Linked DNA regions of Mus musculus: all the other regions are linked to region 1. Evidence: chromatin contacts called from public HiCAR-type, HiChIP or PLAC-seq and promoter capture Hi-C data. All regions are on one chromosome and are shown on one strand. Each heading gives the region's core, a stretch centred on a gene start, on an enhancer-like site or on the middle of the called end of the contact. The rest is flanking DNA. Distances are from core to core; before and after follow the strand shown. Region 1 holds the start of Vim (vimentin). Region 2 holds the start of Rbm17 (RNA binding motif protein 17). Region 3 overlaps Fbh1 (F-box DNA helicase 1). Region 4 holds the start of E030013I19Rik (RIKEN cDNA E030013I19 gene). Region 5 has its middle 16 kb from the start of Itga8. Region 6 holds the start of Mindy3 (MINDY lysine 48 deubiquitinase 3). Region 7 overlaps Cacnb2 (calcium channel, voltage-dependent, beta 2 subunit).

Region 1 (4,156 bases), core at 858-3,357:
AAGCCACTGCACTGCCCTGGGATCTACAAACTATGTAGGAGGAAGGCTAGCCTCCCTCCTCCCCACAGGGAAATCACTTTCCTCATCCTGAGCCATTCCGAGCAATCTCACAATGGTGACATTTGCTGAACCATGGCTTGAATAAAAGGCTCTCAGTGTGCAGAATGGTAACGTGAGGCACAGGCTAACCCTGGCAGTGCTCTCTGGAAAGGACCCACAGCCTCTCTTTGAAAGGAGAATAAAGAAAGGCACAGCAGGAGAGCTGGGTCCCAGAGAGTCCTGCAGGCAACCTTGACCGCAGCATTCCCAGAACTGACTGAGATGAGGTGCACAAAGGGTTGCTTCAAAGAGTCTTGTACAAAAAAGCTAGCATAAATCCTGCACGTGTCTCTAAACGGCCTTTCTTAATTGCCAGGTAAGCTGGGAACACTCTGTGCTCCAAAGAAAAACAAAAGCAAAAACAAAATACAAGCTCCTTTTCCTTCCCTATTCACTAATGGACCCATCTCCCAGTTTGTTTGTTTTTGTTTCAGTACTCCACAAATCCCAAACCAAAAGAAACTGTAATTTTTCTATCCGTGCTTAATCACAAAGGGCCTAACTTCCCTTTCTTGAAAAGTCCTTTTCCCTTGGAGAACGGAGACCCCTTAGTCTTGCCTAGAAGCAAACGTGAAGCAATAGCCTTGAGCTGGTCATTTTCCCTTTGAAAAGGTGACAGTCGCTGCATCTCAACACTCTGAACCTTTTGTTTTGTGGACAGTTGTCGCCATTTCAAGTTAGATTTCATGATTTTTCTTTGTGGAAAATAGGATCTGTGGCGTTGCCCAGACAAGTCACTAGAATCTTCTCCCCTGCATCGCTGCTCTAAAATCTACAGAAATCTGTTTCTTCAGTTTATCACTTGAGCTACATAACTGCCTTTCTTCCGAACTCATTCACCGAATTGGATTTTTTAGCAAAACCCAATGGTTTCTTGTCCGACTTGCTTATCTTCTAATGCAGTCCACTTTCAGAAAGGCCGAGATCACTGGGCTTGCTTTTGAAATTACCAAAGTAGTTTCCTCTTTCACCCAGAACTTAGGGTGTGGTTTCATGCAGGAAAGAGAGAGAGAGAAAGAAAGAGAGAAAGGGGGAGGGAGGGAAGGAGGGAGGGAGGGAGCTTTTGTCGTCAGGGGTGGGGATGGGGGTAGGGGTGTGTGGATGTGTTTTGTGGCTCTCCCGGGTCTGCAAGAGTTTCTTTCTAAGGAGAACTCTCCACACTTCCCCAACAATCACAAGAACGGTTATTCTCAAAGTTGGTTTAAAACTTCGGACAATGAATGAGCTTAGCGCTCTTGGAGTCTGGAGTCAATCTCAACTAACGGTTTTCCTGAACCGCTAGACGATCTCACCCTCAGGGCTCCATGAGTCATATCCACTGACTCAGCGACCCCACCCCGTCCCCTGGGCTTTACTCCAGAGGCAGTGGCTCCTAATCCTCTCTAGTTGAACTGAGTCCGTTAGATCAGGGGATATGACCACGTCAAACAAGCCCTCTGCAAAGGTCTTGAGCCAGATATCTTGGGCTGTGTGCTTCTCCACCCCCAATCTCGGGCCCTCTTTGTTTCTCTCTCCCCGGCTTCCGATCTGCAGGACTGCTTTTGCAGGCTCTTCCTGCTCCTCCGCTCTCGGATCTCCCCACCCACCCAGTCCCAGAAGACCGCAGATCTGCGACTGCGACCACGCCCCTCCTACCAGCGCGCCTAGTCCCACGCCCCTTTGGCCCAGTGCCAGGGATCGCTTTACTCAACTTTCCAGAGCCCCCCTTCCTTCCCCCATGAATCCTTCCCGCGATCCCTTCTTTCTCAGCACCCAAGGGTGAGTAGAGAGTTCGGGTGATCACCAGGAAAGCCCCTGAAAGGCCTAGCACTTCCAATTAGTAACAGGACTGTGCTTGATACCCTACAGCCCTGGAGGAAGGCTCGAGGGGAGCTCCCTCCCCCACCCCCCTTCCTCACTTCTTTCCGGGTCCCCATTGGCTGGCTCGCTCGGCGGCTAGGATGGCAGTGGGAGGGGACCCTCTTTCCTAACAGTGTTATAAAAGCAGCGCCCTTGGCGTTGTCCAGTCCTCTGCCACTCTTGCTCCGGGACCCCAGAGACCCCAGCGCTCCTACGATTCACAGCCACCGCGCCCTCATTCCCTTGTTGCAGTTTTTCCAGCCGCAGCAAGCCAGCCCACCTTCGAAGCCATGTCTACCAGGTCTGTGTCCTCGTCCTCCTACCGCAGGATGTTCGGTGGCTCCGGCACATCGAGCCGGCCCAGCTCCAACCGGAGCTATGTGACCACGTCCACACGCACCTACAGTCTGGGCAGCGCACTGCGCCCCAGCACTAGCCGCAGCCTCTATTCCTCATCCCCCGGTGGCGCCTATGTGACCCGGTCCTCGGCAGTGCGCCTGCGGAGCAGCGTGCCGGGCGTGCGGCTGCTTCAAGACTCGGTGGACTTCTCGCTGGCCGACGCCATCAACACTGAGTTCAAGAACACCCGCACCAACGAGAAGGTAGAACTGCAGGAGCTGAATGACCGCTTTGCCAACTACATCGACAAGGTGCGCTTCCTCGAGCAGCAGAACAAAATCCTGCTGGCTGAGCTCGAGCAGCTCAAGGGCCAGGGCAAGTCGCGCCTGGGCGACCTGTACGAGGAGGAGATGCGGGAGCTGCGCCGGCAGGTGGATCAGCTCACCAACGACAAGGCCCGTGTCGAGGTGGAGCGGGACAACCTGGCCGAGGACATCATGCGGCTGCGAGAGAAGTAAGGCCTGACCTACGCGAGTGGTGGGGTGTGGGAGGGAGGGGAGTCCTGGGCCTTGCACTGGGGCTGCCACGCCCTTGGGGATGTGGCTGGGGTGGCGGTTGTCTGGAGGATAGCAGAGGAAGCGGGCCCCACCCTGAACCTAAACTTTGCAGTGAACATTTCTCTTTTCGCCTCACTCAAGCACTTCCATTGAACTTTTTAGAAAGTTTCTTAGGTCCTTCTTCTGGGCTTACAGTTACCAGACAGGAGGAAAGAATGGGTGTGAAGGGTTCCAGACAAAGAGATGGCAAAGGCATCTGGGATATTGGGACAGGGGATTGGCTGTAATTGTAAGGGAAGGGCAGTGATTGTCTTTTCCAGTGTGCCCCAACTCCAGCTAACACCTGCAGAGAGCTGCCACCTCGACAAGTTGCAGTAACTACTGTGGGTGGAGGTGTCACAGCAGCTCTGGACTCAAGGCTTGGCGGCATTTGTGGTTGGGTGTGGCCGCCCCGCCCCTGGCGGTTTTCCAGTTCCCCTTTGATTAATGTGCTGCTGCTTCAGATTGCAGGAGGAGATGCTCCAGAGAGAGGAAGCCGAAAGCACCCTGCAGTCATTCAGACAGGTTTGTAGACTTCTTTTTCACATGCAGCCAGCAGCCCAATGGAGCCAACCCGCGAGCGGTTCTAAAAGTTACTTCCCTTAGGTTTTAAAAGGTGCAGAACTTCACGTCTGCTTGTAAAGCCCCCTGGCGGCGGAAAGCGCACAGATTGAAAAACTCCACTATTTAGGGCAGTCTTTGGAACATGAAGGCTTTATTTTCTGCTTCGTTTCCAGATTTTTCTGATCCCCCACACCCCCGAAACATTTCTCCTTTCGTTTTTTGAAACATATCGACATTCGGATATTGAATGGTTACAATTTGATTACATTGTGGATTGTGAAGGTGAAATTGGCTAACTTTCACAAGGTCATAAAAACCACAGTTGCTTCCTCCAGTTGGAAATGTAGAATACTCTGGAGGATGAGAAAGTTTAACTGGAATTAAGCCAAGTTCCCTTTCTTCCTTCGAAGTTCGGCACTGCGTGAAAGTTAGCAGAAGAGTCATTGCACAACCATTTTTGAAATCTAACAAGGGTGAAAAGAAGCCATCTGTTCCCGTAGCTCAAGGGTGTTAAAGGTTTCTATGGGCTTCACTATGGAATGTAGATAGGGACGTTCTGGCAAATGCGGTGGCTCTGGACAGAAAGAATAGGGGCCTTTGTGTTCCCAGAGCAGCTTTGCAACAGGCTACATTCTTATTGAATATGTAATGATGTAACCACAGTTCCAATTGGACACAAGTATTTGCTAACATCCATTATCTTGTGTCTGGGCCAGGCT
Region 2 (4,156 bases), core at 1,105-3,604, 2.0 Mb before region 1:
CCTCCTGTCACAAATGCAGGGTTCTTTCTAATCTGCAAAACTATACTTAGGCACTAGTTTAAAAACAGTCCTCAGCCTGGCGTGGTGGCACGCGCCTTTAAACCCAGCACTTGGGAGGCAGAGGCAGGCGGATTTCTGAGGCCAGCCTGGTCTACAAAGTGAGTTCCAGGACAGTCAGAACTATACAGAGAAACCCTCTCAAAAAACTAAAAAAGAAAAAACAAACAAACAAAAGTCCTCAGGGCTCTCATGTAGCTCAGGCTGGCCTTGAACTTATCACAAAGACGAGGTTGGCTTTGAACTTGTGACTCTTTCCTACACCTCTTGAGTGCTGGGATATGCCACTATGTCCAGCCTAGAATTAATTCTCAATCTAAAAGACTATGGTGAACTGACTTATGAGTCAAATCCTTCAGTTATAGAACTGATAATGGAGTAAGACGGAAGCTCTCTATGTGGGGCATTATTAACTATAAAGTTCCAGGTGCCAAAGAGATGGCTCAGTGGGTAGGAGTACTGGTTGCTCTTCCAGAGGTCCTGAGTTCAGTTTCCAACAACCACCTGTAATGGTGGCTCAGAACCATCGATGAGTCCCAGGAGGGCCAGGGCTGTTACAAAAAGAAACCCTGTCCATAAATAAATAAAATCCCTCACAGGTGAAACCCTGTCCATAAATAAATAAAAATCCCTCACAGGTGTGGCCAGCCATTGGGTTTTAGTAGATTCCAGATGTAGCTAACCAAGAGTAACCATCACAAGTCTAAAAGTCTACCTCTGTTAGCTTGATCCACACCACAATCATATCTTATACTCAGGACTTAATGATGTTTTACCGAATCATTTATACCCTTCCGTGTGTAGCTATGCCATCTCTGATAGTTCACATTTCCCATCCGTATTACCAAGATACCATTGGCCAGGGACTGTTAAAAACAAACTAACCAGAGTAACTAAAGCAAACAGCGCAGCAGATTTCTCTACTGTTCTGAAAGACTTGTAGAATGACCTACTAGAGGGAACTCTTCCCTGTTGGAAAGATGTGTGAAAAATTTATGCGGGGGACAGGTGGTGGGGGGGAGGAGGTACATAATAACAAATCAGGGGGTCAACAAGAACCCATATGGTAGGAGAAAAATGACGCCTGTAGGAAATCACACATGTGATTTCCACGTGTGGCTTGTCCTCGGAACTCTTAATCTCCTGCCTGCACCTTCCAAGCACTGGAATTCCAGACATATTGCCACCCTGGGCTCCATTACTCATATTTACTAAAATTTGTTATCTCGAAATGTTTACAGCTCAGCCCAGTATAAATGTGTCCCCATGATTTAAAAGAGCCACCTGTTGCAGAGAGACAGGCCTCACCTATTCCCAGAACAAGCAGAATTATAACAAGAACTTATGTCAATGGTCCCCCCTTCCTGACTTCTCAAAGGAAGGTCTGACTGATCACCCTTCTAAGTCCCTCTTCATCCTCTGTCACAGCCTTAAACTGCAGAATACTCTACAGCGCTTCTCTGCTCTTGCTTTCCCTCTTCCTCATAGGTGCAGCCTTTCCACTTGTAATAAAACTCCTCTTCCAGGTCTTTCCAGCTTGTAATCTGGTTCTTCGGATCAATCCAGGCCTGGGTTTTCCAACGAGCTTCTTAGAGATCTAACCCCTGGAGAAGCACCTTACTGAGCTTGCAGCACTCATTCAGAGCACAACTGGTCCAAGCAGAAGAAGCTCGAAAGCTAGCGGAGGGACATGAACGCTAAAACTCCCCTTAGCGCAGGCCTGAGCATGCCGGGGGTTACAACAGACACTCTCTGTCCCGGTGAGACAACGGCCTCAACCTTCACTTCAGGTGCTCTGGAAGGAAACAAGTTTTGGGGTTTGTGTTTTGGCTTCTCCATTCCTGAGGCCCGACGCAGTCTGGGTTACTGCGGTCTTGCGACCCAACAACTTGGTCTGGGCATGGGCCATGAAGAGGAGAAAGGTACTTTCTTCACTGTCAAGAGGATCGGGACTGGTGAAGGGGGGATCTAGGTGGCCCGGTGGAACGTGGCAGGCTGAAGGAGCCCAACGTGGAGGGCTGGGAACCCCCCGGGCAGCTCGGGGTGCCCCGCCCGCATCCCCGCGCCCCTCACGGCGCGGCCTAGAGCCGCGGCCTCGCGTCCAGCGCATCCGTGAAGGCGCGCACACCCGAGTCTACGTTCCGGATCAGACCGCCTGCCAGGGCCGCCGCGGCGCCACTCACCCGGCCTTCCGAGACGATTGTGCCCATGGGCCACGGCGGCGGCAGCGCGGAGCCCGGCCGCCCTGCGCGGAAGCCCGCCCACCGCCGGAGTCCGCCGCAGCGCCGAGCCTCCACGGAGTCCGCAAAGGGATGCACCGCGCGGGGTAAGAGAGCGGAGGCTGCCGGGAGTCCACGTCTGCGCCTGCGTGTGACTCGCGGAAGCAAAGCTGCACTCTCCGGCTCGCACTGCACCCTGCTGACGGGAGGACTACATTGCATCTCCTCTCTGCCGGCCAAGAGATGGCGCCATTGGCACAAGGTTTCGAGATTCATGTGCCTTCTGACCTTGGAGTAGGAGCCGAATCCCCTACTAGGCTCCAGGTATTCACTCCCAACTATTCCCTTATATACTAAATGGTGGAAATAAATTTGCAGGCGAGATGTTGCAGAATCTAATAGCATTAAAAACACACACTGAGCTAGGTCTTCAGAGAAAGAATGTAAACACTATAAACCTTGCTCGCTTGGAATAAAAATGCAGCAAATGGCAAAAGAAAGGTCAGAGAAACCAGGGCTTTGTGTAAATATGTTTTCCCCATATTTTTGGTTGCATGTAAAAATTATTTCAAGCTATAGCTGGACAGTTGTGACCCATGCCTTTAATCTCAGCCCTTGAGAGGCAGAGACAGAGATTTCTGAGTTCAAAGCCTGCCTGGTCTATATAGTGAGTTCCAGGACAGCCAGGACTACACAGAAACCCTATTTTGAAAAACAGCAACAATAACAACAACCCCCCCCCCCCCCCGCAAAGGGTGGTGGTGGTGGTGAATTCAAGCTGAAAAATGTATCAGTCAGGGTTCTCTATAGTCAGAGGACCTATAGACTGTCTATATATATTAAATGAATTTATTGCAATGATTTACACTCTGCAGTCCAACTAACCTGACAATGGGCAGCTGTGAATGGGAAACCCAAGAATCTAGTAGTTGCTCTGTCCCACGAAGTAGGTTGTTTCATCTGGTCTTCTGTCTAAGCTACAATCTGAAGAAATCGGTTCCAACAGAGATGCTGTCAAGTAAGTGCAAGAAGGTGACGAGGAGTGAGTCAATCTTCTTTCTCCCAATGTCTTTATGTCCTCAAGTTCCACACCTGGATCCGGAACTTGCTTTGTCCCAGGCTGGCCTTGAACTCAGAGAACTGCTTGCCTCAGTGTCCTGGGATTAAAGTTGTGCACTACCTTGCCTGGGCTGTCTCATGATCTCCATGTCAAGATCTGGGTCAGCAGCCTGTGTCTTCCAGCCTCAAGATCCTGTGTGCCCTCCATTTCTGGATTGTAGTTCATTCCAGATGTAGTCGAGTTGAAAACCAGGAATAGCCATCATAAAACTGTGGAGGTGGACCTTACACAAGTGAACACACCAACATTATAATCTGATTTACAAGAAAGTGTTCAAATAATTCTGAAAGTGCCAGGCGTGGTGGCACACGCCTTTAATCCCAGCACTCGGGAGGCAGAGGCAGGGGGATTTCTGAGTTCGAGGCCAGCCTGGTCTACAGAGTGAGTTCCAGGACAGCCAGAGCTATACAGAGAAACCCTGTCTCGAAAAGCCAAATAAATAAATAAATAATAAAAATTTAAAAAATTTTAAAAATTCTGAAAGCTTGAAAATGCAAGCCTGGAATAAAGTACCAGCTTGTGGCAGATAAACATAAAGAAATCAGATAGCAACACCATGTGTGGGTTGATTAAAAGTTTGACATGACATTTTATAATACAATTCCTGTTGAAAAAAAAATAAAATCTGTACATCAAAAAAATACAATCTTGTTATTCATAGTAAACACTATAGGAAATAATAAATAGGGAAAAGGAATTAACACACACACACACACACACACACACACACACACACACATGTAATAGTTGAGATTTTGTT
Region 3 (4,156 bases), core at 447-2,946, 1.8 Mb before region 1:
AAGTAAAAGAACTACAAGGGGCAAAAATGGATAAATTCCTAGAAACCCACATCCCACCAAGTCTGCATAACAGAAACAGAATGACAGAAAGATAAAGAGTGAAGAGACAGAATCAAACAGCAAAACTTGCACCAGAGAAAAGCCCGGGACCAGATGGCTTCAGTGGGGAATCCTACAGAACATTTAACGAACAATCAACACCAGCATGCCTCAGACTCTGCCAAAAGACTGAAGAGGAGGGAAAGTGCCAAGTTCCTTTGGTGAGGCCAGCACTGCCATAACATGAGAGCAACTACTGAAAACACCCTGCTGTTGTCGATGACCAGAGTGACATCACTGTAACATTTTAAGAGAGAAAGACAAGCTTGGATATGGTCCCAAGAACTCTGTGTAACCCAGCCCCTCCCTATCCCCACCCCACAGCGCTCAGTGCATACAACAGCTTGCCATTTAGCTGACAGACACAGTGTCAGCAAGCAGGGCTCACATCTAAACTCATAGACATTGTTCTGAAATCAGCAACTAAGATGCCATGGTGGAAAGCTAGTGACATTTCTCCTGACCTCTTTCATAATTAGAAGAAAAATTTCGCTTTCCTCTTTTAGGCTGTATGAAGCTCAATGTATGGGTGCCTGAGATCTAAGATAGAGATCTAAGCTAGTGTGAAGACTGTACTTAGCAGCTGTCACTATGCTACAAAATAACGTACTAATTGTACCACAAATGCTACTGATAGTGTTTGGGTCACCACAAGGAAAAGAGAAAGACAATTCAAGAGTCATGGATGTGCTAAGAAAATGTCCAAAGGAGGGTCTCAGGCCTAAGCTTCCCATAAACAACGTTACATACGCTGAGAAAACACAAACTATAAAGATTATCAAGACCCAGATAAATAAGAGAATAATGCTTATTCTACAGGGAGCAGATACCTGCCTCCCTAACAGAGGAGAGTCTTTTCTAGAAAAGTACTGTTCTAGAACGATTAGGCAAAAAAGGAGAGAAGGCAGGAAAACAGGCAGTCACTCTGCCCAGTCTGAGCACAGAAAATGGAAGTATTAAGTTATCCAAAGAGGGAAATGAAAGAAGGCATAGAAGAGAACGGGTTATTAAGACCAAATGCAGAACCGTAATTACACTAACAGAGCTATAAAATGCTGAAATGGTAAAGAGGAAATAATGGACTTCAATGGGACAGGATGGGAAGGCACAGTTTGTACAATATGAAGTCTTGAAGAACATGCAAGATGGTAATGGACATACAGTGACCTTAATCTAAGTGGGTCGTGTGATTACACCACATGGTGCCAGACATACACAGTCTAAGGAAGGTCAGGGCACAGATAAAAGCAGATGTGAGAAGAAGGAAGGAAGGGTTCTAGAAGATTTGGTGGGGCATGCCTGGATGGCCCCAGATACCTGGGTAGTCTGTTCTTCATTCATGAGGCAAAGGGAAACCACCACTTTGAAAAGGTCCTCTCCTCAGAAATCCCCATTAAGTGAAGCTAATCTGTATGCTGTTTGAGGACTGAGCAATTAACTTACCAGCGGGTCATTGATTATTTCCCTCCACAGGTGGCACACCAGGCTGAGATTCCAGTAGAGGTCCTCCACTGGCAGGAAAGCAAAGATGTGTCTCAGCACTTCACTTGGCAGCCTGCAAATGTGGCTGGGCACTTCCTGACAAGGCAACATTCCAAGAAGCCCATAGTATGAGTCAGGCAAGGGATCAGGACCAATGTCCTCAATGTCTCGGCCAGCTTCCCCCGGCACTGGGGAGCACTGGGACAAACTGTCCTCTGCCCCTTGCCTGGCCTCCCTAAGCCTTGAACACGATGGGAACAAACGATGGCGCGGTGTCTTCTTAGTAACGCCATCCCACTGGCCGCTCTCTGTGGCTTCCTCAAAGCAGTGAGCCCGCTTCCTGGCAGGCTGTGCAGATCCTGATGAGCCCAGCCTCGCTTCTCCATTATCCACCTGAGGCAGAGTACAACTGCTCTCTGCAGTTAAAATCATGTCACCCTCAGCGTCCTGACAGCTGTCCTGGCCAACAGAATTGCTTTTGGCCATGTCATTGGTACAGTGCTGGTGGCCAGCTAGGAAGAACTCAGAAATATATCTCTGACATCCTCGACCTATAGAGAAAACCCAAAAAAGAAGAAAAAGAAAAAAATTCAGTGGCTGCTGACCCACTGAAGACCTGAGTAATACTATTTAATTTATCTATGCTAACGGAGAAAAGACACACCGGTGTGCTTATGGGTCAAGTGGTTGTATAAATAGCTAATATAAAATTAATCTGACCCATATTTAGCATGAGACAACTGTGTGCACTGGTCAACACTCTAGCCTGTAAGCACATATATGCATACGTTTAGATGCTGCACACTGGACACCTGAGTGGGCAGAGACACAAGAAATGGCTGCTCATAGTCACATGGCAGGCACAATGCAGCTCTCTCTTGGTCCCGCAACAGCAATTCTAAGTCTGTATAAGCAGAAAGAAACATGCTTTATCAGGTCCAGAGTATCTATTCTTCATCTGATCCTGCAAGTAAGTTTATTTTATTTTTATTTCCTATGGTGAATCTGTCATTTTTAAAACAAAGAGCTGAACTTTTCTCCCTTTATTAGCCTGATCCCATCTCTTCTTCACATGCACTCAGTCAGTGTTTTCTAAGGACAGTTACTTTTGAGAAGACTATGAAACGACATTCCCTGACCTCATCACCTTGAAGACAGAGCCCAAACAACTGCGATCTCAAACATCACTGCAGTATTTTCTTAAGAAAGTATCAATATACAACAATATATACAGTTCCTTTCTAAATAGTAAAGCCAAAATCCTTACTTTGAAAAGAAAGAATGGTCAAAGCCAGAATTAGCCTTTAAATGAATGAATGGACATGAAAACACTGTCACGCTGGGGAGAGGAAACATCAACTATAATTGCTCCACAGCAGTTTAAGAGACAGTGTCCTTTAGTCAGGCCTGGGTGAATCTGGACACTTCCTAGTTGGCGAAGCCAGCCACACAGCAGTGAAACAGTGCTGTGCACTCAGCCTCAGAGGCCTGAGGAACTTCTGCCTGCCAAAGGCAGGTAGAAGCTGGCTTATCCACAGACAAGCTAAGCATTAGAACTTGTAATTAGGTCTGAAACAGCCTCACGGAATGGTCACACTAGTCCCCAAATTGAGAAATATGGGTTATTTAAACTATATTGGATTCTGAAATTAGATGTATTAAGAAGAAAAGGCAATGTAAAATATGTTAAAATATGTGTTTGCATAAGAAATTTGTCTGATATAAAGAGGGTGACAAGAAAAATCAAACTGCTAGAAGCCGACTTTCATGTATTAATGATATCAAAATTGAAGATTAATTAATAACCTGTACTTGATCATTACACATTGCACACTATAAAACTATCATACTGTACTCCATTAATAAGGACAAATACTATGTGCCAATCAATCCTTTACAGTAACAGGGAAACACTTTAATAGGCTCTGAGAAATAGCTGTGACAAGATAGAGCGTCATGTTTAAGACCATTAGGTCAATAATACACATTCAGTTGATGGAGGAAAACTGAAGTCTTGTTACGGAGAAGGCTTATTGAGACAGCCTAGGTGCCACGAAGCATGGGAGAAGCGCAGGCCTGTAAGCACAGCCATCTGGAGGCTGAGGCAGGAGGATCTCAAGTTTACGTAATCCTCTCAGAAGCTTCATGAGCACTCCATCTCAAGATAAAAGCAGAGAGGGCTGGGAGCTGGGGTAAAGCTCCCAGTACAGTGGTAGCCGAGCGAGCACACAGGGCCAGGGTTCAATCCCCAGTCCTCAGTACAACACCAAAAGAAGCGAGTGCACTGTAGGAGGGAACATTTTAAAGGGAAATCACTATCCTGTGGCTCTCCTGACAGTAAGCCGTGGTGCCTGCAGACTGGATGACTGCAGAACACCGACTGACTGTGGGCCACGTCTTTTATTACTTTATAATTAGGTACGCTGACAGGCTTACTTGGGCTCTAACATTAGAGAAGGACAGAATTTCAATGGAAAACATACAAATAATGAATACAAGTGTCATCCTGTTGTAACAGGTCAGGAAAATCAAGCGGTGACATTTACAAACACTTATATGAAACCGGAAGACATTC
Region 4 (4,156 bases), core at 590-3,089, 1.3 Mb before region 1:
TCACTGTTGTTTTAGCTAAGATCAGGTGACTAGAAAGTGCCTTAAAGGCTCTTGTCTACCAGTCCCCCTGTGCTGAGGTCACAAGCACACGCCGTGGCCTAGCTTTGACATGGAACTGTGGATTGTAGCCAGCTCTTTCCCCACTGAGCACCCCCCTGCACCACCACCACCACCACCACCACCCCCGTCCCAGGAACTTATTCTGATGTAGAGATCAGTAAGGATCAAAACGCCACTGTTTTATTCACAAACGATTTAAAAGTTCCAGTTGCTAAATGTGAATGTAAATAAAGTAAAGCCTTATAAATCTGTTTTCAAATAACTGAACCATTAATAAAATAACAAACAAGATAGTATGACAATGGATGGGCATGGAAATATAAATTCAAAATGTTTTTTATGAAATGTTTTTCTAATTGGGTCATAATTCAAGGTAAAGATTGCATAATTTTTCTTCAAAATGATTTCCATATTGATAGTCCCTCTCAACAGAAATGACACAGATTAACGTCATGGGTACATACCACCCAATCAATTTTTTCAAAATTCTGTGAAAATGCACATTTACATAAATCCTAGATGCATAAGTTAGATAACCACAGGACCACAGGGAAAGTAAGAACAATGTCCTAAAGTATGACGTGTACAAGGAATCTTAATTTATTGCCCATCACGCCGTCATTTGACCTGACATATTTGCATCTTTGAAAAAAAAGAGGGTATTCTCTAATAATATATGTTATTTGAATGCTAACATTTGGGTGCTACAAGCTAAAACACCGAGTGATGGTGTTTTCAAAACACCCCTTTTAAATTATTTTCTTAGGATCCAAGTTAAAAACAGCAGATGAAATGGTATTTTCCCTTTAATTAAATAAGAAACATCTGTCTGGGGGATTTTTGGAAATGAATATAATCCATCCACACTCTGCCTGTAGTATTTTGCATCTAATGTCCAGTATTTTGAAAGAAAATTCTTTCTGTAAAGAATTAGAATGTCAAGCACCCCAGGTTGCAGTCTGGATCTACTACAGGGCAAGTCTCACCTCCGGACTTGGGAACTAGAGAATTACAAATACTCCAAGCGAGTCCTTTATCAGTCTCCACCTCTATATTTGAGGACCAACCCGATTCTCTATAGTGTAGGTTATTTTGTAACTCTGGCCGGCCTCGAACTCACAGACACCAGCCTGCCTCTGCCAACCAAGTATTAAGCCTGTGCTCCCCTCCCCTCACAGCTGTGGGTTTCTACTGGTCCCAAGCACCTCCTCCCCTAGTGTTCACCTCTGAACAGTAGGGAAACGGATGTTACCAGATGCATCCAAACACTCAGATTTACATTAGGAGGGGGGGAAAGAACACTAAATTGCCGCGAGGAATGGCTCTGGTTCTTTTCAACCAGGGGCCACACTACAGGTTAGCATCACTTACTGGTGGTGTCAAACGGTATCTGCTTGCACTGTGCAGACCTCTCTGAGGGCCAGGGACAGTAGTAGACAGCTCCCCCTTCTACGATATCCGGCTGGCTAGTGTTGGCTTTGGGTGCCCCCACTAAGACACTGGCTCTGCAAAGAGATTGGAGAAAGTCACTCCTCTGGGAACATTTACCCGTGTGCCCAGTCTGTAGAAGCATGCCCACCGGACTGCGGCAGCAGCGGCAGGCACAAACAGGTTTATTGTGGAAAGACTGCCAAACTTGATTTCCTCTTTGGAAGCCTATGAGCACCAGAAACCTGGTTTTGGAAGAGGCTGCTAATGGTTCTGCCTGTCTAGGTGGAGGTAGGTGGAGACTGTGATGGGGAAGGCAGATCCCAACTGTCTGCAACCTAAGGCGCTATGAGATTCCGTAGGAACAGACTGCGCGGTCCTTATTTTAAAACTGACCTGAGTCTGTCCCGCCCCACTCTCTCCTTTGTATAATGCTCTTGTCTTTGAATCCGAACTTATATACCAGTGGAGCATCTCCAATCCCAGATTCATGGGCACATCTATTTAGCATAAGTCAGGAGGAAAGATGTTGGTAGCAGGCAAAGAGCAGAATCCGACCCGGAGTGGGCAGTTGCCTGAAATATCAGACATCCTTTCCTCCTGGCTGCGGAGACCTCTGAGAGACAGAGACAGGACCTGGAATCGCGCGCCACCAAGCCACCAACCCAACCCAGCAACTTACGTGCGCGCATCAGGTATGTAGAAGTCCAGTGAGTAGCCGAAGTAGCTGCCCTCGGGGCCACTGTACACAGTGAGCTTGTCCACATCCAAGTTGAACGCCAGACACGCAGGGGACCACAGCATCCCCAGCGCGGCCGAGACGCAACAGAGACGCGCGAACGGAGGTGCCCGGTTCCCCGGGGGACCACAGTGGGTTCCCGCAGACATCGCCCTCCTTCCCGAACGCTGTTCACCCGGGATCGGGAGCCGTGGAGCCCAGAGGAGAAGGCCTGACGCTCCCCAGAGGCCGGTGTCCCGGGTCGGTGAGCTAGGAGCGTCCACAGTGACAGTCCTCTCGCCCTGTGCGGCCCGCCGACCCCGCTGCTCTGGGCTTGCAGCAGCGGATCCCGCGCTCGACCCTCTCCAGCCCCTGGCTGGGGCCGGCGCGCTCTTCGCGCCCTCTAGCGGCTAGTTCTCAGGCTGCAGGACGGAGCTTGCGGTCTAGGACCGGGCAAGTGCCTGTTGAGCCCGCTAGATTTCGAGTCTCTAGTTTAAGGACCATCTAAATTTTATGGATGTCACCTCAAGTCATTGTTTTGGAGAAGCGGTGTTCCATATGCGGCGAGAATTTAATGATTTCCCAATATTGCGCAGCTCGGATACAAGCATACAAAAGAGTATACCAACTCCAGAAAAGAGTGGTTATATGGCTGTCACCTCTACCTTTGAGGGTAAATCAGTTTCTTCCTCAGTAAATGGGATTTGATAATGGAATGTAAGAACCCTCTTCCTCTCCTATTCCGCTGACATACTAATACAAAAATCCTGTAGGTTTTCTCAGTCTTTCTCAAGGGCATCTCTGGCACATTGTATGATTTGGTATAAACCTCTATCCTATGAGGTTGTGATGAAGGACTGCAAAGTCAGAAATGCTGCAGTTAACAGTTTTCAAAAGCAGGGCTTGGGAGTGAAAGTTTGAGACAACAGGATCTCTTCCTCACCAGTACTAGTTGTTGATCTTTCGAGGAGCCCGAAGGTGAAGGGAGCAGACTAGAACTGTGTGTATAAATGGTTTTTTATAAATACAAACTTTTCAGGACATAGATTGGTGATAAAAAAAACAACATGACTCTGAGGTCACACAGAATTTAAGTGTAGGCAAAGAAGTGTGGGACATGGTGACACATACCTGAAATCCCAACACTGTTTTGTTTGGGGGCAGGGGCTGTAATAAGAGGATCTTTTGTTGGACAGCCTGGGCTAACCTAACAAGTTCAAGACTAGCCTGAGAAGGCTGTGTTAAATATATATATATATATATATATATATATATATATATATATATATACACACACACACGTGTGTGTGTGTGTGAGAGAGAGACAGAGACAGAGACAGAGACAGAGAGACAGAGAGAGAGACAGAGAAGGGGCAAGCTGTTTCTGGGTAATTTCAGGAAAGTTGGAAACAAATTTAGATGTAGACAAGAATTTGAATAGGAGACTTAGATTTGGACCTCCCGGAAGCAGATGAGGGAAACACTGAAGGCACTAATCTCCTAGCATTAGATGACCATGTACAAGATCGTAGTGAAAAGGAGTATCCAAGGAGTGGTCTGAAATAGGGCTGGATGGATCCTGAGACCAGGGATCCAGGCAAAAGTAGCCAAAGCAGAAATATGATAGGCACCAGAGATTCAAATGTCCAGTGGCAAGTCATCTGAATAAAAAGAAAGCAGGGATGGACAAGGGAATCCCAACCTGGTTGACAAGACAAAAGGAGAAAAGGGCCATGAAAGTTAAGGAAAAGGCTGAGATTGGGGGAGGATGCACAGCAGAAAGGATCTAAGCTGAGTCTTAAGTTACCTACTTAGGAGAAAATAAGTGAAGTGAGTGGATGAATAAGATGCCAACTTACTCATCTAAGAATAATTAGTACCACTTCCTACAACTGGGGGACCCATCAGAAGGTTGATACAATTTGAGTAGACTAGACAAAAATCTCAGCC
Region 5 (4,156 bases), core at 630-3,129, 1.3 Mb before region 1:
ATTCAACATTCTTTCTCAGACAAGATCTGACTTGCAGTCTTCCTGCCTCAATTCCCCAAGTGTTAAGATAGATTGTAGGTGTGTGCCACCACAGCTAATACAACTTTAATTTTTAGAATATTTTTGTCCTCGGTTTAATGAAATGATACATACAGAGGGTGTGTGTGTGTTGGAAATTTTCTATAAATCTGAAGCTGTGTTTACAACAAACTGTAAAACATCTTTCTTACCACTTCTTTTTACATCATTTTCTGCATAATCCAAAAAGAATTTTGATAACCTCATATTGAAACACAGTTTGGGCTTTGTTTGATTGGTTTGCTTTGCCCCTTCCCCCACCATCTAGCAGGATGCATTCTTACAACCAATATTCTGCCATACACTGGCAGAAGCCTAGAGGTCAAAGAAACCTTTGGGAGGGTCTGCTCCTCTGTCCAGAGCAGCAGGGTCTACGCTCTGTACTAATACACATACACACAGAGTCCCTAGTTGAAGCCTTTCCACAGGAAACAGTACCTGCCTCTCCCTTAGTAGTCAGTTTCTCCCTTCATAGAGAATCCAAAAAATCCATGAAAACATTTGCTTGTAGATGTTTTGGATTAAATGCTCTATTGTCTTTTGTCCTTTGAGTTCTCTGCTTTCTTTTCCCACAGAGAAATTCCCAGATTTTTCTTTTTAAGATGAGGGGACCAAACCAGATGACCCATCTTGGCCCTCTGCCGGTCAGGCTCAAAAACAAAACAAAACAAAAAACAAAACAAAACGAAAGAAGCCAAGCGCCCTGCTGTGGTCTTTAAGCAACACTTCTACCTTTCATTCCTTAGTCCTTGTCAGCTGCACTGTTCCAGTAGCACTCAGAGTAATTGCCCAAACCTCATTCCTCCAGACCTTCAGCATGGGCTCTGGACCAAGGCCTTGCTCCAGCTGTGCTGGCCCCGGGCTTTTTAACTCTTTCCTTCCCTTGAAGCTGGTTCCGGAGTGAGTCAGTGATAGAGGAAAGCAGATGCACTCTCTCCTCACAAGTTCACGAGCTGTGTACAAGGACAGGCAGACAGGCGAGGCACTGAGATCTCAGAAACAGAAAGCGCAGGTGATGCCTCTGTCCATCATGGAGAGCTCACACCCCAGTGGCTGGGTAACAATGATGGCTACTTATTGCCTTGCATGAGCTCTTTCCTTGTATGATTCAGCACAATCCTTGTGACATAGACACTCTTGTTTTCTTCCTGTACTGATACCCAGGGTCATGCAAATGTTCAGTGGTGGAGAGTGAGGGAGGGAGAGAGGGAGGGAGGGAGGGAGGGAGGGAGGGAGACAAAGAGAGAGAGAGAAAGAGAGAGAGAGAGAGATTGAGATTCTAGAACTCAGCTCTCACAATATCAGCTTCTAGTTATTTTTAACAGCAACCTAATTGCTCCTTTGGAGAAATACTATCTCGTTTCTATCTTTGCCGTTGGCCTCTAGAAACCATGTGATGGTTTACATCTATAAAGGGTCATTACAATTCTAAGAGCGATAGCTATTTGTATAAAGGGAGATGGTGCAATTGATATTTACTGGTTGTTTGCCTATCAGTATTCACCAGTCTTTCCTTATTTGTGGCTCATCTCCTGCCACTCACTCACTCATTCCTCCATTACTATCAAGTGGGAAAGACTCACCAGTCAGTCCATGTATAGGCTCTGACTGGTATAAACAAAACAGTTTCTGCCACCCGCTCTTCCATGGACAAAAATCGGCAGGGATGAGATGAGGTTTGAGTCTCAGGCATAGCCAGGCAATGCCTGACAATTAGTCACTGATTGGTCCAGGCTCAGCCAACCGTGGTGGAGAGTGAAGCTTTCTGTCTTCCTGGTTGGGAAAGAGGAAGTCTACTGGGCCAACTGCTGACAGCAGCCATCAGAGCAGAGAAATGGAGAAATGAGCAAACCACAGAAAGATGGCAACACATCAGGGCTTTCATGGGATAGAGAACACCCAGTGTCTGCCTCACTCCCCTCTGGACGTTTCTGACGTATGAGTTATACTTAATGCCTTGTTTAAGTCCCTTTTAGTTGGAGTTTCATTTATATCTATTTCAAATAACTTGTTATTTTTAGGCATATAAACACTAAGCGTTTAAATAGAGTTTTAAAAATAAATTTCACAAGAAAGTTTAAAAAGCATTTTAGACTGAGTTGCTGTCTGTGGCCTGCACACTTAGTCCCAGCATTCAGGCAGCTAAGGATGATGGGAGCTTGTGGCTAACCTAAAATAAGTAGCCAGATTCTCTGAAGGATTTTGTTTGTTTGTTTGTTTGTTTGTTTGTTTGTTTGTTTTTGTTTTTGTTGTTTTTTTAGTCTAGAGGTTTAAAGCAGATATCCAGAGATTACACAAATTTGGGCCTCTAACTTCTGGAGAAGAAGTGAGTGTAGAGTTTGGTGATGCTTTGCTTCCGTGAGTAGCTGGGAGGCAGCTATAACAGATGTGTACTTAATTGGCCTGTGTCATGCTGGTTTCAGACTGTAGCTCACAATTGTCTTGGATTTTGTTGCTAAAAACACTCCTGTTTTTGCCAAATAACCATGCTTTGGAAGCATGCCATGGCAAATGTGGACAGCTTGCTGTAGTGGATGGAGATTTGTGCTTTGCGCAGGACTGAGGGAGACTATTAGATTATCGTAATAAGAGAGGGAAGACCCTGGGATAAACTCATTTGATTTATTGCTCCGTGGTTTTAAATGTACAGCTTCACTTCTGATGGCCAGTAGTGAAGAGGGAAGATGATGGTGATATGTGCTTAGGACTTGAAAATGTGTGGCTGTGTGCATAGCCAGGACATTCTTTCCAAGTCCCTTCTAATGTTCTCCTTAGGTCAGAAGGCCAACGACAATCAAGAAGTAGTTGGGATGTCACAAGCTAAGTTCAAGCTTGACCAAGTTAGAAACATATGGTCTGACCAGGAGCAGCTTTCTAATCTAATCTAGAATACTATGTCTTCAGCTTTCCTGTAACTTTGTGGACCCAAGATGGCTCTGAGGACATAGTTCACAGGCCAGCTTTCTGCTCTGCTATTAGAAAAATAAATAAAAGAGAGAGAGAGAGAGAGAGAGAGAGAGAGAGAGAGAGAGAGAGAGAGAGAAAGGTCAAGGTTGGCTTGGCAGTGGTTAAAACAGAAGCGTTCTGAACTTTCTTGCCCACTTCTGTTTCTTCTAACAGGAACTGCTGTCTGTGACCATTGAAATGTGGGTTGGCACAAGCCATACAGTGTTCTCTTAGGAACAAATGAGATCTGGATCTTGCCAAGGACCAGCCTCTGCTTGGAGAGGGTTCTGAAAAAAAAAAGGGGGGGGGTTGCTTAAGAGCAGCAAAAACAAATGACTCGAAGTCAAATGGTAGGTCCAAGATGGCGGCCTATGTTTTGAGGGAGGTGGCTCCCTAGACAGCTATAGCTCCTGGCTCTGTAATCTGGTTGAGACAGCTTTTTCAGACTGTTTCTCTCTTCCTCTCTTTCTCTCTCTCTCTCTCTCTCTCTCCTTCCCCGTGTGTGTGTGTGTGTGTGTGTGTGTGTGTGTGTGTGTGTGTGTGTGTGTGTGGTTGAGACAGCTAGCCTTTTGCTCCAGGCTCTCTCTGGTTGAGACAGCCCTCTATGCTAGTACAAGTTCTAAAAGCCCTCTGGATAGCTCATGGTGTTTCTGACTAAAGTCAGCGGGTGGTTACTCCCAAGATATAAGTAGCACTATTGCATTCATGGGACTCCTTGTGCAGTCAGTCATTTCTGTGGTTTGTAGGCTTTACAACTGGATAGTACCATTGATTGCATGGTGTCTTTTTTCTGCTATGAGAGCTAGTCAGAGAGGAGATGTCCAGGTCAGCTCCAGTCTGATTCCTTTAGGTCTTCTATCTAAAGTCTCTGGTGTCTTTAGTAATCAGGTCTTATCTTCAAATTCTGGGAGGCAGCCAAGAAAAATGGCAATGCCTAAATTGTTTGAGGATTCTCTTCAACGCCCTTTAGTAGCAACTTGAATGGAGGTTTCTCATGCCTGGCCCTGAAGCTTTAGTATATGGTCTATGACTCTTGGGGTCTATGACCTCAATAGTATGGCTTTGTTAAAAAACAAATATGTATATGTATAATATATGCACACATATACATATATATTATGATATGTGATAT
Region 6 (4,156 bases), core at 1,207-3,706, 1.2 Mb before region 1:
GCAAGTGCTGCCAATGAACTGAAAAAGTGAAAACTCATTTTCACAAGGTAGGCAAACCAGGGGAAAACGGAAACAAAAAACCAAATTGTCAAACTAAAAAGCGTCAGTTTGGAGCTGCAAGACATGGCACTGTCTTTTATCCCAGCACCCAGGAGGTCAAAGCAGGTAGATCTCTGTGAGTTCAAGGCCAGACAAAGCTACATGGTAAGACCTTATTAAAAAGCAAAAATAACTTCAATTCAAGCCTTTTATTAAAGGGATTATTGATTTTAAACAAAATTGGAGATCTGGAGAGATGGCACAGTGGCTAAAAGCACTGACTGCTTGTGAATTGGACCCTGGTTCTATTCCCAACATCCATATGCAGGCTCACAACCATACATAACTTCAGTTCCAGGGACTCCAGTGCCCTCTTTTGGCCTCTGTAGGCACAAGGTATGCACGTGGTGCACATGTATACAAAGAAGCAAAACATTCATATACATATGATTTTAAGTAAAAAATTAAAGCAAATACTTAAATAAGAATTGCTCAGAAATAACCCAAAATGCATACTTCTTTAGCTGAAGTGAATTTCCAAAGAGTTAACTGAAACCGTCCATCAATGAAAAACTAACAACTATGTGTTATTGGGTTGGCTTATTTTAACAAGCAAAGCAAAGCAACATAGTAGCTTTACAAATGTAACTTCACAAATGCAAACTCTCTGAGTGTACCTTTGCTCTACAAACCATTTTATACCTGCATCTTATTTTCCGAAGACTGAGGTTACAGCTGTCAATTCAATGCAGTTATCGACCACAAAAATCAAGCCACTTTACTAATGCAGGAAGTCCGTGCCCTATGACTACTCCCATAATCCCAAAAGACTATCGACAGCAACATTTATCACTGCCCTCTAAGAGTAGCTCTGAGCATCATTAGACTAGCAGAGGAAGGGCTGTGATCCATATTCCTTTAAAGAATGTAACCAACAATATCAGATGCCATCACAAAATCAGGGATACTTGAAGACAAGGGAACAATCTAGCAGCAAGCAACACTGTGTTTCCATTCAGAGCACCACACCTAACCACATTAATTACAACATGAAACTGCTTTCCCGTATTACTCACCTAGATCTCCACCCTCCCACCACCCATCCAAAAAACATTCCAAACACTGACGATAACTTAAAGCTCACTCGAAGGCTGGAGATGTAATGATCTTAACAGTGGCACCCTCTTTGTATCACACATTGCAGTCCCAGGGCCCCTCCCCTTTCACTCCTGCAGCAGGTTAGCCCAGAGTGGCAGAGGCACTTGCGTTCTTTGGTAAACACTCTCTCACTCAAACTCTTCCTCATCAAAAGCCATTTAGAGCAATGGTTCTCAACCTGTGGGTCGCGACCCCCTGGGAGTCGCATATTAGATATTTATATTACTACGTAACCGTAGCAAAATTACAGTTATGAAGTACTTTTATACAAAATACTTTTATAATTAGGGGTTACCACAACATGAGGAGCTGCATAAAAGGGTCACAACATTAGGATGGCTGAGAACCACTAATTGGAGCAGGGGTACTAGCTCTGGGTATCCAACAGGCCAGAGCAATGGCAATAGAACCTAACACAGAGTACCCGAGGTGTCTGAGCCGGGTTATTGGAATCAAGTCCGGGATCTAGAACTGAGCGCAGAGTCCCGAAAGTGGTCAGAGCAGGGGTACTGGGATCAAACTCTGTAGGAAAGAGTGCGAGTACCGGAAGATTAGAGTTGTACTAGTACCAAGCGCCGGTACAGGGAAAGAAAGCGAGTGCGGGAAGCCGAGCAGCCGCAGCTGGGGTACTGGGACCAAGGGCTGGTACGGGGAAAGAGTGCGGATACTAGAGGGACTGAAGCCGGGATACTAAGCGCGAGCACAGGGAAGGAGTGAGGGGACCGGAGGGGCTGGAGCTACTGGGACAGAACGCGGGTGCCCCGAGTGCCTAAAGCGTGGTTACTGGGACCAAGCACGGGTACTGGTGAAGAATGGGCATTGGGGCCAAGCGCCAGGTACCCGAGGTGATGGGGTCGGGGCGAGATGGTGGAGCGGGGGTAATGGGACCGAAAGAGGCGTCCTGGCCCGACTCCCGGAGCCCAAGCTGAGCGGCTGGAACGGAGCCCTGCCTTGGTACCTTGCGTCCAGCGGCAGAAGATGGTGTCCGACAGTCCGGGACTGCTCTTGGTGCCCCACACCAGCTCCAGCAGCTCTTTGGTCACTTCGGACATGATGGGAACTGGACAAGAAGTGGGTCTTTGCTTCTCGGACTCCGGTCCCGGAACATAGGGAAGGGGAGGCTCGAGAAAAGGGCAGCGGGACGGCAGCGGTCGGACGCGAACGGGAGGTCGAGATGGGTGAGGGCAGCACACTGCCGGCACAGACCGCCTGTCAAGCCGGGCGAAGCGGCAACTAGGAGTTTCCCCTGCCGGAAGCGGCCTGACTTCCGGCTTCCTTTAGCCCCGCCCCCGCGGAGGGCTGGGAGAAAAAAAAAAAATCTCTTCCCCGGAAGCAGAAGTGGAGAGAGAGTCTCTAAACGCTAGGAGACTTTGGCTTTTTTTGGGAGCTGTCCTGTTTGGGGATAGTTGGACTATTGACTTTTGCACTGCCCTACCAGGGGGCTGAGACCTCCTCTCCTGGACTCTGCTCTACTTTTTTTCTTAACCTTTTTTAAAAAATTGATTTCTGCTCTACTTTTGTAGCAGGCTTTGAGGCTTTTGCTGTTACCTGGTCCTTGAAATCTAGAATATTATGTAAGCTAGAATTATAAGAGGATGGGCTATACCCTTGAGTTGAAAGTTGCCTTCCTCAGTCTCTTGATAAACCTTAAAAAAAAAAAAATCCAACCAAGTCATTAGCTAGTTACACCTGTAAATGCATTTGTGTATTTAAAATACCTCTACAGGTATAACACATTACAAAGCTAACTGGGGCTAAGCTGACCTAAACCAACCAATTGATAAATAGCACAGATTTCATATCGAAATTTTAAGGCCCCTATGTTGGCAGTACTTGGGATTAAAGACCCAGGTTTTATTCAAGGATTAACATTCCATTATACTTAGTATGAAAACTATTTGTGGCATTTAAAAAAGAATTTTCATTGGTTGGCTTTGACAATTAGGAATGGAAAGGGCAAATGTGCATTATAAAAGTTTGTGGACATTGGGGTGTTTGTTTGCTTATTTGTTTCTGGAATGCAGTATTTCATACTTATTTGGAAGTCGGACTCTGAGTCATGAAAACCCCAGACTCTTCCATGCTGAATATCAAGTTAGCTTCACTCCACCTTTGATTGTTGTTCCCTAAATTAGTAATTGCCATACACTTATCACCATTACACATATTGTGAGGTATAAAAGAAAAAAAATGTGTAAAAGGATCCAGGTCCTTTCTGGCATATGGAATATATTCACAAAACAAGGGATATTTTATTCATTAAGATATTTTGTGGCAATTTGATGCAACACCAATGACTCACATTTTAGGCACCTTGCTATTTAATATAGTAATTTTTCAAGACACATAGTTTGCTGATTTCAAAATACAGATATCTTATCTTGTTCCACGTTAACTAGTTAAGATAAATGAACTCATTTTAAATCACCCAGTTTGAAAACAAGGGTTTCCTAATGTATAGTTTTTTTAAAGCATTCTTCCCTGTAGTACCAGGGGATTGCTAAAAATACCTGTTGTGACCACGGCCTTCCTCATGAGTTTTTAAAAATGTCTCTTGTATTCTCTATATTATTTTTTAAAAAATTACATTCATGCCAGGCATGATGGCACACACCTTTAATCCCAGCACTTAGGAGGCAGAGGCAGATGGATTTCTGAGTTCAAGACCAGCCTGGTCTACAAAGTGAGTTCCAGGGCAGCCAGGGCTATACAGAGAAACCCTGTCTCAAAAAAAAAAAAAAAAATTACATTTATTTATTTGTGTGTGTGTCTGTGTGTGTGTGTCTGTGTGTGTGTGTGTGTGTGTGTGTGTGTGTGTGTGTGTGTGTGTGTAAACACACTTGCACATATGGGTTTTTGCATAGCATGGCACACATGTAGTATAAGAGGAAAACCTGAGGTAATGGGGTCTTTCATTCCTGAGGATGGAAGGCATGTTTCAGGCTAGGCATCAAACTCA
Region 7 (4,156 bases), core at 733-3,232, 1.0 Mb after region 1:
AATTTTAAAACATAATCCTTACTCTTAAGAAAATGAATGCCTACAAGTAAGTTTCTGCTTTAGGCTTTGAGGTGAAATTCCAGCAACTTCAGCCCCATGCCTGAGCTCCCATCTTTCTGACCTTGGGAGCCTATTTGACGTCAGTGATATTTCAGGGATATTAAGGATGACGCATGCCCAGCCCTGTTGAAAAGTCTTTCTCTCTAGGATGTCAGTTTCATGCTAGAGCTGGGCCTAGTGTTGTGTCCTGAAGGGGCCTTTGCCCACAGGCTTGTTGGCTGTGTATTACCAACCTCAGTGGGCTTTCACATGAGATGATATTGAAATAAAGGTTACTCTAGGTTCTCCATTCTTTCTCTATGAGCGTGTTATGATGAAATAGGCCAGTTAATATTCCGCATCAAACATTTCAAGGAAAACTCCTGTCCTGACTTGCAGTTTTGTAAAGTGTTCATTGGCGAGAAAGCGCATTGTGTTTTTATTTTGTCTCATTTCTGTTCTGTATAAAGTGTTACCTTCACATGCTCTTTGGGCACGGGATCCTGAACGCATGATTTTCCTGTTTTTCTGTTAAGTGAATCACAGCATTGTGAGATGTGTTCCAAATGGTTTCCTCCAAGCAGCATGAGATAGTTATCTGCCGAGACTGAGTGCTGCCATTTCTAGTTGGCCTTTGAATGAATAACTAGGTTTGTTTGTTAGTTTGCTTGTTTATTCCCTGGTAATTTCACACATGAATACAATATATTTAGGTCATACCCACCTCTCAATGACTCTGCCTTTTGATATCTCACCAGGTTCACATTACAAATAGGCCTCCTCAAACAAACAAACCAACCAGCAACAAAACAAAAACCCAAACCAAACCAAAACCAAAACCAAAACAAACCAAAAACAAAAAAACCTAGTTGTATGCGTTACAAGAGTTAAAACCTGTATGCTAATTGGAAATATGCAAATAAACACTCTTGACAACTTTCACTATTATGACTTTAAAATGCAATGTTTATTTTGAACATTTATTAAAACATTGACAAGAACAAAGCATTTGGGAAGAAGTACTGACATCTGATATTTATTAAACGTTACTGTGTCTAGGGCTCAATCCTACCAATGAGGAAACCCAAGCATGGAAATAAAGTAATATAGTCACATCAGGAGGGAGATTGGATTGAGGATTTGAATTGAGGCAGCGGACTCCAGATTATTATTATTTTCTTTATTGGTGACATCATATTCTCTTGTTACAAAAAGACAGATTAGTGAGCATGTATCACAATTGTTTAACTTGTTTAGCTGAGGAGAGCATAAAGAAAAATTAATACTGTTGTTTTTAGTATGTAACACACTGTATGAGTCTCTTCATAGTTGTAACAGAATTCCTGACAGAAGCAACTTGAGGGAGGAAGGGATTAGGTCACAGTTTCACGGGATGCTGGTCCAGGATGCTGGCATGAGAATGTGGCAGAGGCTGCTTGTGTCTTTGAAGATAAGAGGATTCGAGGACTTTGCCTGAGACCAGAAAGGGATAACACCATCAAGCCCAGCCTCAGTGACTCACCTGTGCTATGTCACCTGTGCTATGTCACCTGTGCTATGTCACCTGTGCTAGCTATGTCAGTCCCATGGGCTGCATAACCTCCTAAGGCAGCGCCACCAGCTGGCGGAACAGAGTGTCTCCTGCACATGATCCCGAGCACACTTTACATCAAAATTTGAAAACACTAAGCTACTCTCTACTCTGAAGTCTCTTTAGGGAAGAAAAGAGAATAGTCTTATTGTTTTAAAGTTTCACTGGGTGTTATGATTGTAGTGTGTGTGTGTGTGTGTGTGTGTGTGTGTGTGTGTGTGTGTGTGTGTGTGAAGGCCAGGCCAAAAGAGGATGTTGAGAGTCCTGGTCTATATCTCAACCTTAATCCTCTCACTAAACCTGGACCTAGGCTTGTGGCCAGCAACCCCTCAGTAATCCTCCTATCTCTACCCCACACAGTGTTGACATTGTCATAATGTATGCAACCACAACCAGCTATTAACAACAGTGCTGATGCTCAGGCCCTCACGCCTAAGTTATGGACATTCTCTCTCACTGAGCAGTCTCCTCAGCCTGGCTTCATGACTTCCTCAATGCCAGCATTCCTTTAGTTCTTCCTTTAGAAGTTGCCTGAGTTCTCAGTTTGTGTCACAGTTTAGTGTCCCTGTTGGTAATGAGAAGGACAGACATAGTTGGAAGAGTGTTTGTTTCTTTCCTTCTTTCCAAGAATCCGCAGGAGCATACGAATTTTAGAATTTTAGAATTCTGGAAGCTTCCATCCTGTGTTAAGTAAACAGAAATGAACTTGACTGTGAATCATCTGTAGCCTGTACTGGTCTGTTTGGAGGGCTGGCTGTGGCTGACGTGGTCCCAGGAATCATCCAGGTCATGAATCTGGGTGAGGCTGGGCAAACATTACACCTCGTTTTATGTGAGGCTACTTCAGAAATAGTTTATAGTCTGCTGGGGCCTTGGTTTTGTAAGTAGAACAAATACTTCAATTTTAATGGATTAAAGGGCAAAAAGTGCTACCCATGACTTGTAGATACTGAATGTGAAATCAATGAGTACTGTTCAGATTGCTTATGTACTAAAAGGGATTGAACAAACAAAGCACTGTTGTCTTGTACTGTTAAGATAATTGTAGGTACCAAGGTTGTCTTTGTGCCGATACAAGCTATGTGCTCTTTGGCTGGGTTTGGGATACATGTATGGATAACAGGTCTCTATTTTTCATTAGTTCTTATTACATGAACCAAGTTTTCTTACAAACCCAGAGAAAGAAGATAAAATCTCCAAGGGCCAATTGTCTAGAAAGAAAACATTTCTTTTAACACCAGAAACTAAGTGGGGTAAATTACTTTACTGAAAGAAAAATGAAAAACAAAAAACCAAAAGCAATTAAAAAAAAAAAAAAGCCAGCTAGACTAGAAATAACAGCTGAGCCTAACTGACATCGAAGGATAGAACATTTGTGTTGGTCTCTTCCAGTGACAGTGGAAATTCTTTGATATTTCCGAGGTTAAGGAGAACTATGCACATCTGCAGGTAAGTGTGGTCATTGAAATTAAACCAGCTGTACGGAGTGGAACAGACCATTTTATTTTACAGAGTTTGTTTTTGTGTCTGCCTCCCTCCCTTCCTCTACACCATCTCCCTCCTCTTCTCATTCATCCTTCCCTTCTCTGTCCCTCTTTTATCCCTTCCTCCTTTCTCCCCCTCCCTTCCTCTCTCTCTCTCTCTCTCTCTCTCTCTCTCTCTCTCTCTCTCTCTCTCTCTCTCTCTCCTCCTGCTTTCTGTATTTCTCCTATTCTCTTCCTGTTTCCCTTCCTTTCTTTCTCCATTTTTTCCCCTAAAGACACTTGGTCTTGCAGCTTGCATTGATGAAGTCTTCTTAAGATGCACACCAAATGCTCAAGAGACCACTTGCTAGATCTGATTTGTTTCAACACATACTAAAGCCACTTTTTCAATCCAGGTACTCTGCCATGCAAGCTCAGCTATAGGTTCCTGTCATGCTTGGCCAAGACTCAGTAACTGTTTGTCCTGATAACTCTTATATGTCCTGGAGTTGTGCTGACTTGTGTTTATTGTGTTAGAAATTGAGTCTTATGAATTCACTCTTTTTTTTTTTTCTGGAATTTTCAAGGACCAATATTCACTGTGGTTGGCAGGGTAGGACCCAGACACTCATCTGGGATTCTGTCTTACCAACATGTGTTGTGGTTGTAATTCAGTAACCCTGTAGCTTCTAAGGGCTTCCAGAAAGCACATCAGAGTGACAACGTAGAATGAAGCAAATATTTAACAGAAGGTTGCAGGACACTTTCAGAACATGGTATTCTAAACAAATTCCACTTCCTCCTAGTACCAGTGTTCTTCGTTCTGCTTCTCTGGATCTTTTATATTTATTCAGATTGGCTTTAAATATAAATGATTAATCACAAAGACACACAGTCTATTTTTCAGTTTTGTTTTGCAAAGGCAGATTAAACTGTGATAATGGTTACAGACTCCAGGCCTGTGGAGACTGATATGTTTAAGGTTGGATAAATCTTTCAGTTCTTAAATACTGGCTTGTTGGCTTGTTTTCCTGCGTTCGTCACAAACACAGCTATAAATTAG

The links. Promoter capture Hi-C pulls out the DNA fragments that hold promoters and counts their contacts. HiCAR-type assays count read pairs that join an accessible place to other places. HiChIP or PLAC-seq counts read pairs in DNA pulled down with a chosen protein or histone mark. Capture Hi-C pulls out chosen DNA fragments and counts their contacts.
Region 2: a contact with region 1 is called in an H3K27ac HiChIP or PLAC-seq map of large pre-B cells, with 3 times the contacts expected there. The contact joins the promoter of Rbm17 here to the promoter of Vim in region 1. A contact is called at or near these places in 1 of 39 promoter capture datasets (pre-B cells) and 2 of 115 datasets of contacts at active chromatin or transcription factors (astrocytes and large pre-B cells).
Region 3: a HiCAR-type map of astrocytes shows a contact between it and region 1, with 3 times the contacts expected there. The contact joins the enhancer-like site here to the promoter of Vim in region 1. A contact is called at or near these places in 2 of 39 promoter capture datasets (liver and pre-B cells), 3 of 484 Hi-C or Micro-C datasets (embryonic stem cells and uterus), 2 of 115 datasets of contacts at active chromatin or transcription factors (astrocytes and embryonic brain) and 2 of 9 other capture datasets (adipose tissue and liver).
Region 4: a HiCAR-type map of astrocytes shows a contact between it and region 1, with 4 times the contacts expected there. The contact joins the promoter of E030013I19Rik here to the promoter of Vim in region 1.
Region 5: a contact with region 1 is called in a promoter capture Hi-C map of the HPC-7 cell line, with 6 times the contacts expected there. The contact joins the enhancer-like site here to the promoter of Vim in region 1. A contact is called at or near these places in 4 of 39 promoter capture datasets (the HPC-7 cell line, hippocampal neurons, liver and 1 more) and 3 of 115 datasets of contacts at active chromatin or transcription factors (acute myeloid leukemia, astrocytes and stem cell-derived neural progenitor cells).
Region 6: a contact with region 1 is called in a promoter capture Hi-C map of liver, with 4 times the contacts expected there. The contact joins the promoter of Mindy3 here to the promoter of Vim in region 1. A contact is called at or near these places in 1 of 39 promoter capture datasets (embryonic stem cells), 4 of 484 Hi-C or Micro-C datasets (B cells, CD4 T cells, LSK cells and 1 more), 11 of 115 datasets of contacts at active chromatin or transcription factors (T-cell acute lymphoblastic leukemia, astrocytes, effector CD8 T cells and 6 more) and 3 of 9 other capture datasets (adipose tissue, embryonic stem cells and liver).
Region 7: an HNF4G HiChIP or PLAC-seq map of pancreatic cancer cells shows a contact between it and region 1. The contact joins the enhancer-like site here to the promoter of Vim in region 1. A contact is called at or near these places in 2 of 39 promoter capture datasets (liver and pre-B cells) and 3 of 115 datasets of contacts at active chromatin or transcription factors (astrocytes, forebrain and pancreatic cancer cells).

The regions. Positions count from the first base shown.
Region 1 is chr2:13,572,204-13,576,359 of GRCm38.p6, forward strand. It overlaps Vim (vimentin), which reads left to right and starts at 2,108. Exons shown (of 9, transcript NM_011701.4): 1 at 2,108-2,791; 2 at 3,338-3,398. The coding sequence starts at 2,229.
Region 2 is chr2:11,600,845-11,605,000 of GRCm38.p6, forward strand. Rbm17 (RNA binding motif protein 17) reads right to left here and starts at 2,355. Exons shown (of 12, transcript NM_152824.1): 1 at 2,241-2,355.
Region 3 is chr2:11,765,580-11,769,735 of GRCm38.p6, forward strand. Fbh1 (F-box DNA helicase 1) reads right to left here. Exons shown (of 21, transcript NM_015792.2): 3 at 1,543-2,132. Among named protein-coding and RNA genes, the nearest start is that of Fbh1, 9.9 kb to the right of the region's middle. Within about 2 kb of position 1,697, at least 42 of the 459 cell types and tissues checked have an H3K27ac peak or open chromatin away from gene starts, as enhancers often do. A contact at or near this core is called in adipose tissue and astrocytes, where this site is marked.
Region 4 is chr2:12,299,407-12,303,562 of GRCm38.p6, forward strand. E030013I19Rik (RIKEN cDNA E030013I19 gene) reads left to right here and starts at 1,840. Exons shown (of 2, transcript NR_040353.1): 1 at 1,840-2,183. It overlaps Itga8 (integrin alpha 8), which reads right to left and starts at 2,538. Exons shown (of 30, transcript NM_001001309.3): 1 at 2,171-2,538; 2 at 1,432-1,565. The coding sequence starts at 2,376.
Region 5 is chr2:12,315,677-12,319,832 of GRCm38.p6, forward strand. No RefSeq gene overlaps it. Among named protein-coding and RNA genes, the nearest start is that of Itga8, 16 kb to the left of the region's middle. Within about 2 kb of position 1,880, at least 100 of the 459 cell types and tissues checked have an H3K27ac peak or open chromatin away from gene starts, as enhancers often do. A contact at or near this core is called in the HPC-7 cell line and acute myeloid leukemia, where this site is marked.
Region 6 is chr2:12,417,004-12,421,159 of GRCm38.p6, forward strand. Mindy3 (MINDY lysine 48 deubiquitinase 3) reads right to left here and starts at 2,457. Exons shown (of 15, transcript NM_024185.4): 1 at 2,156-2,457. The coding sequence starts at 2,249.
Region 7 is chr2:14,618,704-14,622,859 of GRCm38.p6, forward strand. The region is part of intron 2 of Cacnb2 (calcium channel, voltage-dependent, beta 2 subunit); the gene reads left to right. Among named protein-coding and RNA genes, the nearest start is that of Gm32741, 16 kb to the left of the region's middle. Within about 2 kb of position 1,983, at least 31 of the 459 cell types and tissues checked have an H3K27ac peak or open chromatin away from gene starts, as enhancers often do. A contact at or near this core is called in pancreatic cancer cells, where this site is marked.